Regions from separate parts of the Rattus norvegicus genome. Here region 1 is linked to region 2. Evidence: chromatin contacts called from public Hi-C data. All regions are on one chromosome and are shown on one strand. Each heading gives the region's core, a stretch centred on a gene start, on an enhancer-like site or on the middle of the called end of the contact. The rest is flanking DNA. Distances are from core to core; before and after follow the strand shown. Region 1 has its middle 86 kb from the start of Dip2c. Region 2 holds the start of Dip2c (disco-interacting protein 2 homolog C).

The links. A called contact is a pair of places that touch in the nucleus more often than the background predicts.
Region 1: a Hi-C map of Schwann cells shows a contact between it and region 2, with 7 times the contacts expected there. The contact joins the enhancer-like site here to the promoter of Dip2c in region 2. A contact is called at or near these places in 5 of 12 Hi-C or Micro-C datasets (Schwann cells, frontal cortex, hepatocytes and 2 more) and 1 of 1 datasets of contacts at active chromatin or transcription factors (oligodendrocytes).

What each region holds. Positions count from the first base shown.
Region 1 is chr17:65,807,775-65,812,146 of GRCr8, reverse strand. No RefSeq gene overlaps it. Among named protein-coding and RNA genes, the nearest start is that of Dip2c, 86 kb to the right of the region's middle. Within about 2 kb of position 1,821, at least 34 of the 93 cell types and tissues checked have an H3K27ac peak or open chromatin away from gene starts, as enhancers often do. A contact at or near this core is called in Schwann cells and prefrontal cortex, where this site is marked.
Region 2 is chr17:65,721,090-65,725,613 of GRCr8, reverse strand. Dip2c (disco-interacting protein 2 homolog C) reads left to right here and starts at 2,012. Exons shown (of 38, transcript NM_001107360.2): 1 at 2,012-2,553. The coding sequence starts at 2,469.

The DNA of each region.
Region 1 (4,372 bases), core at 572-3,071, 87 kb before region 2:
CAAACTGCGGCCCCGCCTCTTCGAAGCACCAACTCCTTCCTATGTCCTGGCAACCAGGGTCTACATCCTGCCTCTGTGTATCTGACTATTCTAGGGGCTTTACACAGGGAGTCATTAGGCAGACATTGGCCTTTGTATAACATTGCACTTGGCACAGTGCCTCAAGGCTCATCCACATGACAGCCACCATTTTCTTCCTATTTTTAAAATTCTTGCGATTTTTTTATTTGTTTGTTTGCATGTATATGTGGTGCATGTGTGTGCCGGCCCTTGCATGCACGGGGGCCAGAGGAGGATGTAGGAGGCCCTGTGCCATCACTGATTTACGCCCCCATGAGGCAGGCTGTCTCACGGAACATGGAGTTAGGCTGGTAGCCAGCAAGCCCCAGGAATCCTCTTGCCTCTGCCCCTCTACTACTACACTGGGGTTATAGAATCCCTTGACACGGATTTTGGGGATTTGAACTCAGATCCTCACGCTTGTATGTCAGAGCTGTTACCTGTTAAGCCATTTTCCCAGCCCTCCTCGCTACCTTTAAAGCTGAGTCTGCGTCGTGTGTGTACCCAGCGTGTTCTGTTTATTCCTCTCTCACGGATGCTTGCCCAGCCTCCACCTCCTGGCTGTTTTCCACATGATGGGAGTGGAGAGGTAAGCAGGCATCTTTGGAGACCCAGCTTTTAATTCTTCAGGGTGTATACTCAGAAATGGGACACCATGGAGAGTTCGTTGTCTCCTGGAGGGTGTTTCACGTTTATGCTGCCCTCTCTACCACCCATGACCCAGTTGCAAGTGAGTTCCTCCTTCTGGAGCCTTGGTTGGTCCTAGCCCAGTTGCAGAGCAGAATCTCCTTGCCTTGTTATGGCACATAAGCCAGTGTTGATACCATGCCCTTGGTCCCCAGGCCATACTCAAAGCTGAACACAGGAGTTTAGGCACGTGGGGGCTGCATGCCCTCAGGTGGCTGGAGGCATTTGTCACCACAGAGCTAGTCATGTCTCTAGTGCTAAGGGCCCTAAGCCTGCTGTAGTTCTGTAACCACCAGGAGGAATGAAGATGTTCCAAAGATGTATGCATGTTTGTCTCTTAACTTGAGTTAAGGGCTCTTGAGTGTGGAAACAATGGATGCCTCAAACTAGAATTTCCCAAGGAATCTAACTTTCCTGGCCTTGGCCCTTGGGTGGGCACAAGTGACTGTGGTTGGTTATATGCTCAACAGAGATGCTAACAGAACAGTAAAGACACACATGGAGGGAGAAAGTGGGGGGGAGAGAGAGAGAGAGAGAGAGAGAGAGAGAGAGAGAGAGAGAGAGAAAGGGAAGGGAAGGGAAGGGAAGGGAAGGGAAGGGAAGGGAAGGGAAGGGAAGGGAAGGGAAGGGAAGGGAAGGGCAGGCTAACCATTTCTCCACCCAGACCCTTATGAGTCACATACTCTATGTATCCCATGCTGGTGTCCTAGGACCCCTGCTGCAAGAAACTCTGAAGAGTTGCTGTTGTTCTCAAAGAACCCCGAGATACACTACACAAGTGACTTAGTGACAGCTTGAGGCAACTTCACATTATGAACCTCCCACTGTAGCCAGGATACCAACCCTACATTCTCCAATGTAGCCTGAACCCTGTTCCACCCCCACTCCTCTCCCCTGCATCCCTTCCCGGGAGTGCAGCACACTAATCCCTTAGAAGCAGGGTTAACCCTCCCTGAAGGAGGTCCACGAGCCCAGCGGTTCTGTGTAGGCAGTGCCCGTCTAATTGTGTGTGCTCAGTGTGCCAGACTCCGCCTCTTGGACTTCAGGCTTCTGTAAAGTCTAGCTCGGTACTGGGTATTCTGATTCACCAACTCGGAGCCTCCTGAGACGTCTAAAAATGGCACTTCCGAGCCGTGACTCAGTGATGAAGGAGGCATTTGGTTCTGTTCCTTCTCCTGAGTAGGAAGGCATGACTCATCCCTCCTCCTTGCCTGGGGCTTGGGAAAAGCCTTTGACGCTAACACCCTGGCTCTACGCTGGACCTGGGCTGTGGAGTCAGCTCTCTCTGCCTTTAAGTGGGCATAGTTCTGCTCCCCACCCCAGGTGAGGGTGGATGAAGGAGAAATGAGGTGAAGATTTTGAGTGGCTGAGTCGAATGCCAGCAGGGACCCCTCGTTTGCTTTGTCCTGCCCTCCCTGACAGACTGGCCTTTCTGAGACAGCGTCTACCTCAGCTGCCACATTAGATCAAACTGTCAGGTGGAAGTCCTGGCCCCCTGAACAAAATGTCCCCACAGTCATGGGAGGGGTCATAGGTGGACGTGCAGAGGCCAGAAGGTGACCTCTGCTGTTGTTCCTGAAGAGCTGGCTACCAGTTCTTTTCTGAGACAAGGCCTTGCCTGGAACTCATTCAGTAGAAGACTAGCTAGCGATAGGGCCCCAGGGATCTGCCTGTCTCAGCCTCTGCCACTGGAACTACAAGTTTGCACCATGGTGTCCAGCTCCTGCATGGGTTTTCATGCAGAGATGGAATTCAGGTGCTCAAGCTTGCAGAAGAAGCCATATTCCAAGCCCTCCCCACCCCACCCCCCACAGCTTTTATTTATTTTTCCTTCTTTTTTTTTTGGAGCTGGGGACTGAACCACCCAGGGCCTCGAGCTTGCTAGGCAAGCGCTCTACCACTGAGCTAAATCCCCAACCCATTCCTTCTTTTTTTTTTAAGTTACAGATTTATTTAGTTAGTTAATCAGTTATGTGTCTGAGTGCGTTGCCTGTGAGTATATACATTCACCATGTTCCTGCCTGGTTATGTAGGTTGAAGGTCAGAGGAAGGCTTCGGATCCTTTGGGGCTGGAGTTATAGATGATTTGAAGCCACCATGTGGGTGCTGGGAATCAAACCAGGTTTCTCTGCAAGAGCGACGTGCTCTTCATCGCTGCGTTCTCGCTCCAGCCCAGCTTCTTACTCCCCACTTTCTCCAGGGTGTGTCCAGATAAAAGGTCATCCTCCAGTTCCTATCAAACCTGAGGCCAGTCTGGATTACATGAGACCTGTGAGGGGGGAGGGGGAGAGGAGGGAGAGGAGGGCATGGAGAGGAGGGAGAGGGGGAGGAGAGGGTTGGGGGTTCAGGGGTAAAAATGACCCACTTAAGCTTTGCATCAAACTTAGACAATGCCCGGCGCTGCTGACAGTAACCGTCATGAGCATGAGAGCCATTACATAGTGACAGAAGCTGCTGGCTGGAAGGATTTCCCACTGAAACATTCCCGTGTGTCCCAGATTTTCAGGCACAGTTTGATTGAGCATACACCATGAAAAAAGCTTCTTCAAAACGAGGGAGGGTTCCCTGGTTTCTCCCACCACTGCAATCACGGCTGGGTATGCAGGGCAGGCTGAGTGCATCCCTGGCTGACTGCCAGGCCTTGAAGGGGAGCTTAGATTGCTTAGACGGGCTGCACTGAACCTAACTTATAAATAATCCAAGAGATCCGAGCTGCCTCCCCCCAGGCCTGGCCTGCTGTGAGCTGCGCCCAAGGAGATCTGGGCAGGGCTCAGCAGAGCTGCTTCACTTTGATGCCACAGAGCACCAATGAGATGTGAGGATTCCCAGTAAGACTTCAGCCCCAGTGTCCAGGATTGACCTCTGTTTCCCTGGAACTAAGTTGTGTGCAAAGAGGCTGAGGAGATTGGAGATGGGCTCAGTCAGCCCAGTGCCTGTTGTTAAACATGAGGACCTGAGTCTGGGTCCCCCAGCACCCACATGAGAAGCTGAGCACAGTGCAGTGCTGATTAGAGCAGAGGCAGGAGGATCACGGAGCTCACTGACCAGCCAGACTTACCAAATCTGTGAGTGAACTCTGGGTTCGGTGAGATATGTCTCAGAAAATAAAGTGGAGAGTAATCAGGGGAGGTATGCAACCTCTGGCTACCACAGGTACACACACATGTGTGCATGCACAGAGAAAAGCAAACGAATGAACAAAGTAAAATACAATGGGCCTGAGGAGAGAAACTTTTTTCTTTTTTCTTTCCTCATTCCTGGGGATTGACCCCTAGTTCCATAGTCTTTGTTTGAATATTATTATTAATTAATATATAATTATCTTGTTTAGTTACTGACTTCTGTTGTTACTGAGACACGTCTCACTCTGAAGTCCAGGCTGGTCTGGACTTCATCTATGTAGCCAGATTGACCACAAACTCAAGGCAAGATCCACTACTCCAGGCTTGTTTTTACATCATACTTTTTTGTTTGTTTTGAAGTAAGGAAGCTACCCAGGCTGCCCTTGAACACCTCCTGTTGTCAGGGCTAGCTATAATCTTGCAATTCTCCTGCTTCAATCTCTGGACTGACTGGGATTATAGACCTGCACTACCAATCCCTAACATGGTGACTGATAGCTGCT
Region 2 (4,524 bases), core at 763-3,262:
CTTGCGTGGTACTTGAAGGTGTTATGCAGCCTGCAGGTGCGCGAGTGCATGTGTGCATGTGTGCATGTGCGTGCTCTTAACAATCGTAGACATCTATGAACCCTGCAATAATACCTTGCATGGTATTAATGCTATGTGTGAAGATCGAGGTCACACGCTTTCACAAGTGCTGTCTGATTGGATTTCAGACCCGCCTAACAGGAGGAAACATATGCCTGCTACTGCAAATCTGGCTGGGGAGATCATAGACTCCAGGAGTGAGCCTAACCTGCTATTACTACTCCGCTAAATGGATGAGGCATCAAACTGCCCTCTAAATTTGTGTCTCTCTCTACCCACAGACTACTGCAGCCTTCTGACCTCATCAGAGGAGTTCCTTTGTGTGGTGGTTGACACAGAAACTCACAAATGATCAAAGCAGAGAAGACAAATGTCAGTGGAGTGCTCAGCCACAAATAGGGTGTCTATATCATAACCCCACTTCCAAAGCTTAAAGACCATCACAGAAGACGGGTTAGAAAGATTGTAAGAGCCAGGCAAAACTGTCTTCTGGACATGACAAGACCTCACGAATGCACAGTAGCTGTGGCTGCCTGCACAGGATCAACCAGTCATCATTCTAGCATGCCATGGGAAAGGGCTAATGAGCTCCTATCCCTGCAGACAGTTGATGGCTTCTTGGGGAGGGAGAGGTGGGGATGGATCTGAGAATCTCATACAACGTATCCCTCAGCTCCTCCCGGATCCATCCCCACCTTTCTACTATCCCAATTTCATGTCTCTTATTATTATAATTTAATAACCTATGGACGCCAAAGAAGAACAACAATATCAACCAACCAGACTCCCTCCCAGAGCTCCTAGGGACTAAACCACTGTCCCAAGAGAACACAGGGTTGGACCTATGGCTCCATCCGCATATGTAGCAGAGGATGACCTTGTCGAGCATCAGTGGGAGGAGAGGCCCTTGGTCCTGTGAAAACTCCATTCCCCAATGTAGGGGATTGTCAGGAGGGGTAGGTGGGAGGGTAAGAGAGCACCATCATAGAAGTGTGGGTGGTAGTGGTGGGATATCGGGTTTCTGGAGGGGAAACCGAGAAAGGGGATGACATTTAAAATGTAAATAAAAAATCCAATAAAAGAAGAAAAAGAGCAGGGGGGAGAGAGAGAGAGAGAGAGAGAGAGAGAGAGAGAGAGAGAGAATGAATAAAATACTTTAAAAAGCAGGTGGATGTTTAATGTTAGGAGATTCTGTTTTTTTTTTTTTCCCTTTGGTTTTATGGTGTTTGGGGTTTCAGGGGGCAGCTAGGTGAGGTTATTCAGGAGAGAGCTGGCTATGCAAGAGTGTCCCCAAATAGTCAGACTCTGTTCAGAATAGACATTGATACTATCAGAGGTGATGACCAAAGGGAAAAGAACTCCCAGGAGGTAGGAGAAGGGACATGGTATTATAGGGTGTGAGGGAGAAGACACTTGTTGAAGATTCCTTATGCATAACAGGCATTCCTCAGTCTCAGGAAAGGCTGGACAGTGTGTGACAGACCCAACCTAGCTCGATTTATTTTCACGGGTGGGGAAAATGAAGTCTAGACAAAACATCGTGTGATTCAAGGTCATATACTGGTCTGTTCTAGATCCATGCTTTTAAACTTCAAACCTAGTACTCAATCTATGGCTCGTGCTGGTTTTTATCTATTTATTTTTAAATTATTTTTTCCTCTTAAAAGTGTTTTAAAAAAAATCAGCCCTCGAGGATCCAGGACATTTGAAGTTTTAACAAGTAGGCTAGTGTGTGCATCAGAATCCTTTCTTTATTTTTCTCCTTGAGTCTTGAGGAGCCTAAGCCTTGGGGTTGGGAAGACCCCCAGGGCCAAACGCAAGATTGTCCCACGAGCGCGCTCTCGAAGTAGTCGCTGGAGGCCCCGCCCCCTGAGCGCGCGCCGCCGTGGCACGTCCGCGCGCTCCCACCCTCCGCGCGCGCCCTCTTGTTGCCCGGTGCGCGCGCAGCGGCGCTCGCTCCCGCCGGGGCAGGGCGGCCGCGGAGCAGCTAGAGAGCCCTGTGGCCGTGACCGCGGGCGGGCCCGTGATCCGGTGCCGGCCGAGCGGGGCCGAAGCCGGCGGCTGGGGGAGGCGCGCAGAGAGCCGGGCGCGAAGCCACCGCCAGGGTCGGGGCCGCGCTGAGGAGGCTGAGGAGACGACTGACGAGGCACTGAGGAGGCACTGAGGAGACGCTGAGGAGGCTGACGAGGCGCTGAGGAGACTGAGGAGGCGCTGAGGAGACTGACGAGGCTGAGGAGGCTAAGGAGAAAATCCCCGCGCGCCTGCCCGCCGCCGCCCGGCCTCCCGCTCCCGCCCGTCCGCCGCCGCCTCCTCGGTGCGGTTCCTCCGGATTCGAGCGGCGGCCGCTGAGGAGCCCTCCGTCGGCGAACAAAGAGGAGGCCGGCAGGGCGGGGGCGTCTGCGGCGAGCATGGCGGACCGCAGCCTGGAAGGCATGGCTCTGCCGTTGGAGGTGAGGGCCCGGCTGGCCGAGCTGGAGCTGGAGCTGTCGGAAGGTAACAGCAATTCCCTCTTAGCCCCGTGCCCGGGCCGGGCCCGGACACCGCTTCTCTGGCGCGCGCTTGGGGCCCCGCGGGCCGGGCCGTGCTGTCACCCCGGGGAGGGCGCGCGCGGGGCCTGGGGATGGCGGGGCCCCGGCCCTGACCCTGGCCCGGGCCCCGAGTGGTGGCCCCGGGGCGGGTGCATGTGTGTACATGTGCTTGTGTGCGCGCGTGCTTGTGTGTGTGTGTATGTGTGTGTGTGTGTGCGTGTGTATGTGTGTATGTGTGTGTGTGTGTGTGCACGCGCGCGCGTGTGCGTGTCGCGGCCCCCGCCCTCCAGGCTCAGCTGGCGCGGTGCAGCCGCGATGCCCCCTGCGCGCTGCAGCTGGGCCCGGGGATCCCGGCTACGAAGCAAGATGGAGCAACCTTTAGGGCTAACGGGGAATGGCCTTGGTAGGGATGTACGCTCTTCTCTAATGGAGAGGCGCCGCGTCCTTGATGCAGCTGCAGCTGCTGCAGCAGCGGCAGCAGCAGCGGCGGCAGCAGCAGCACCACCACCACCGCCACCACTACCACCAACAGCATCATCACTACCACCATCACCAGCAGCACCACCAGCACCAGTGGTGTGCTGCTACCACGTTCCATGCTTGGGGACAGCCTCTGAATGGCCTGATTTTAATGCGAAACTTGTCAGTGGACTTCGGGATTGGATCTCTCTGAGGTTGCAGGCACACGGTTCTGTCAGCGGGAGGAAGATAGTAGTACTATTGTTCCGGCGTGTTTGTGATGAGCCGGTTGAGTTAAAGCCCTAACACCTCCCTCCTCAGGCCAGGTCCGATGCCTCATTCCCTTCGCGTTGGATAGAGAAATTGAGTCTTTGCGGCTGCTCTGCTACTGTGATTTCATGGAGAGTTATACACGCTTTCGTCTTTGCTCTTCATGGTGGACATCATGTGCTCAACTGTCATAAGTTTCAGCTTGGGTTTTGTAGGTTTTTTTTTCTTACTCCACTAAAGTTCCAAAATGTGTTTAATAATAAATATTTAGCGGTCATCCCACTCATTTGAGAAGACTACAGTGTAATGGTGTGGAAGTGGGCCGTTGTTTCCCTTTGAATTAATATTTAGAGCAGTTCAGCATGGCGAACTTTTTTTTTTTTTTTTTTTTTTTTTTTTTTTGTAACGGTTTGTGAGGGCCAGCAGCCAGAACGTAAATTCATTCGTGCCAGTTTTCATCATGGGGAGGAGCTGCCGTTGACTTTGTGTTTTCCCTTTTAACACTTTGAGAGTGGAGAAGGATATAAGCCGGGTGGCCGTAATGTTGCTTGTCTTATCAGATTCTAGTAGATTGGACATGTTCTTATAATCCAAATTTGGAGTTCTTCAAGGTGTTTTGGGAGCAGTCCCTGGGAAGAAAGTCCAATGGAAGTAAAAAGATAATGTGTCCCAGACGGTGCTTCCTTGCCTCTGCTCTGACCAGCTAGCGATGATAAGAGAGAGCATCACTCTTTCCTGAGAGGATCCACAGGCAGAAAAGGCAGGGCTGAATCCTTTAGATTGAAACTGGCAGATGAGGTGTGCAGTGCGGACAGTGTATTTCTCTTAAGTAGCTCTGAAGAAACATTTGAGATTTGTCAGGCTTCAGATAGACTCTCTCCCTCAGTTTACCAGCTCTGTTCTATCGGCTGTATCCTGTATTTACAGCACCCCTTCCCATTCATGCTCTGACTCAAAGCAAGCACCTCTCTGCTCTGTCTGCATGATGTTAATGTGATGTGTCTCTACCCACCCGTACTTGAAAAGTGAGAAGCTATCTGAACTCACCTGCTTTGAGCCCTGTCTGCAGGGTCCCTGCCTACCAGGAAGTCAATTCACATTTGTTCTCAGTCTCGCATAATGCCTGGAACCACATATCCTGCCCTCCCCTTGTTGAAAGTAGCTGTCCATCTTGTTTTTAGGCAACAGCAGTCACCTGTCATCATCG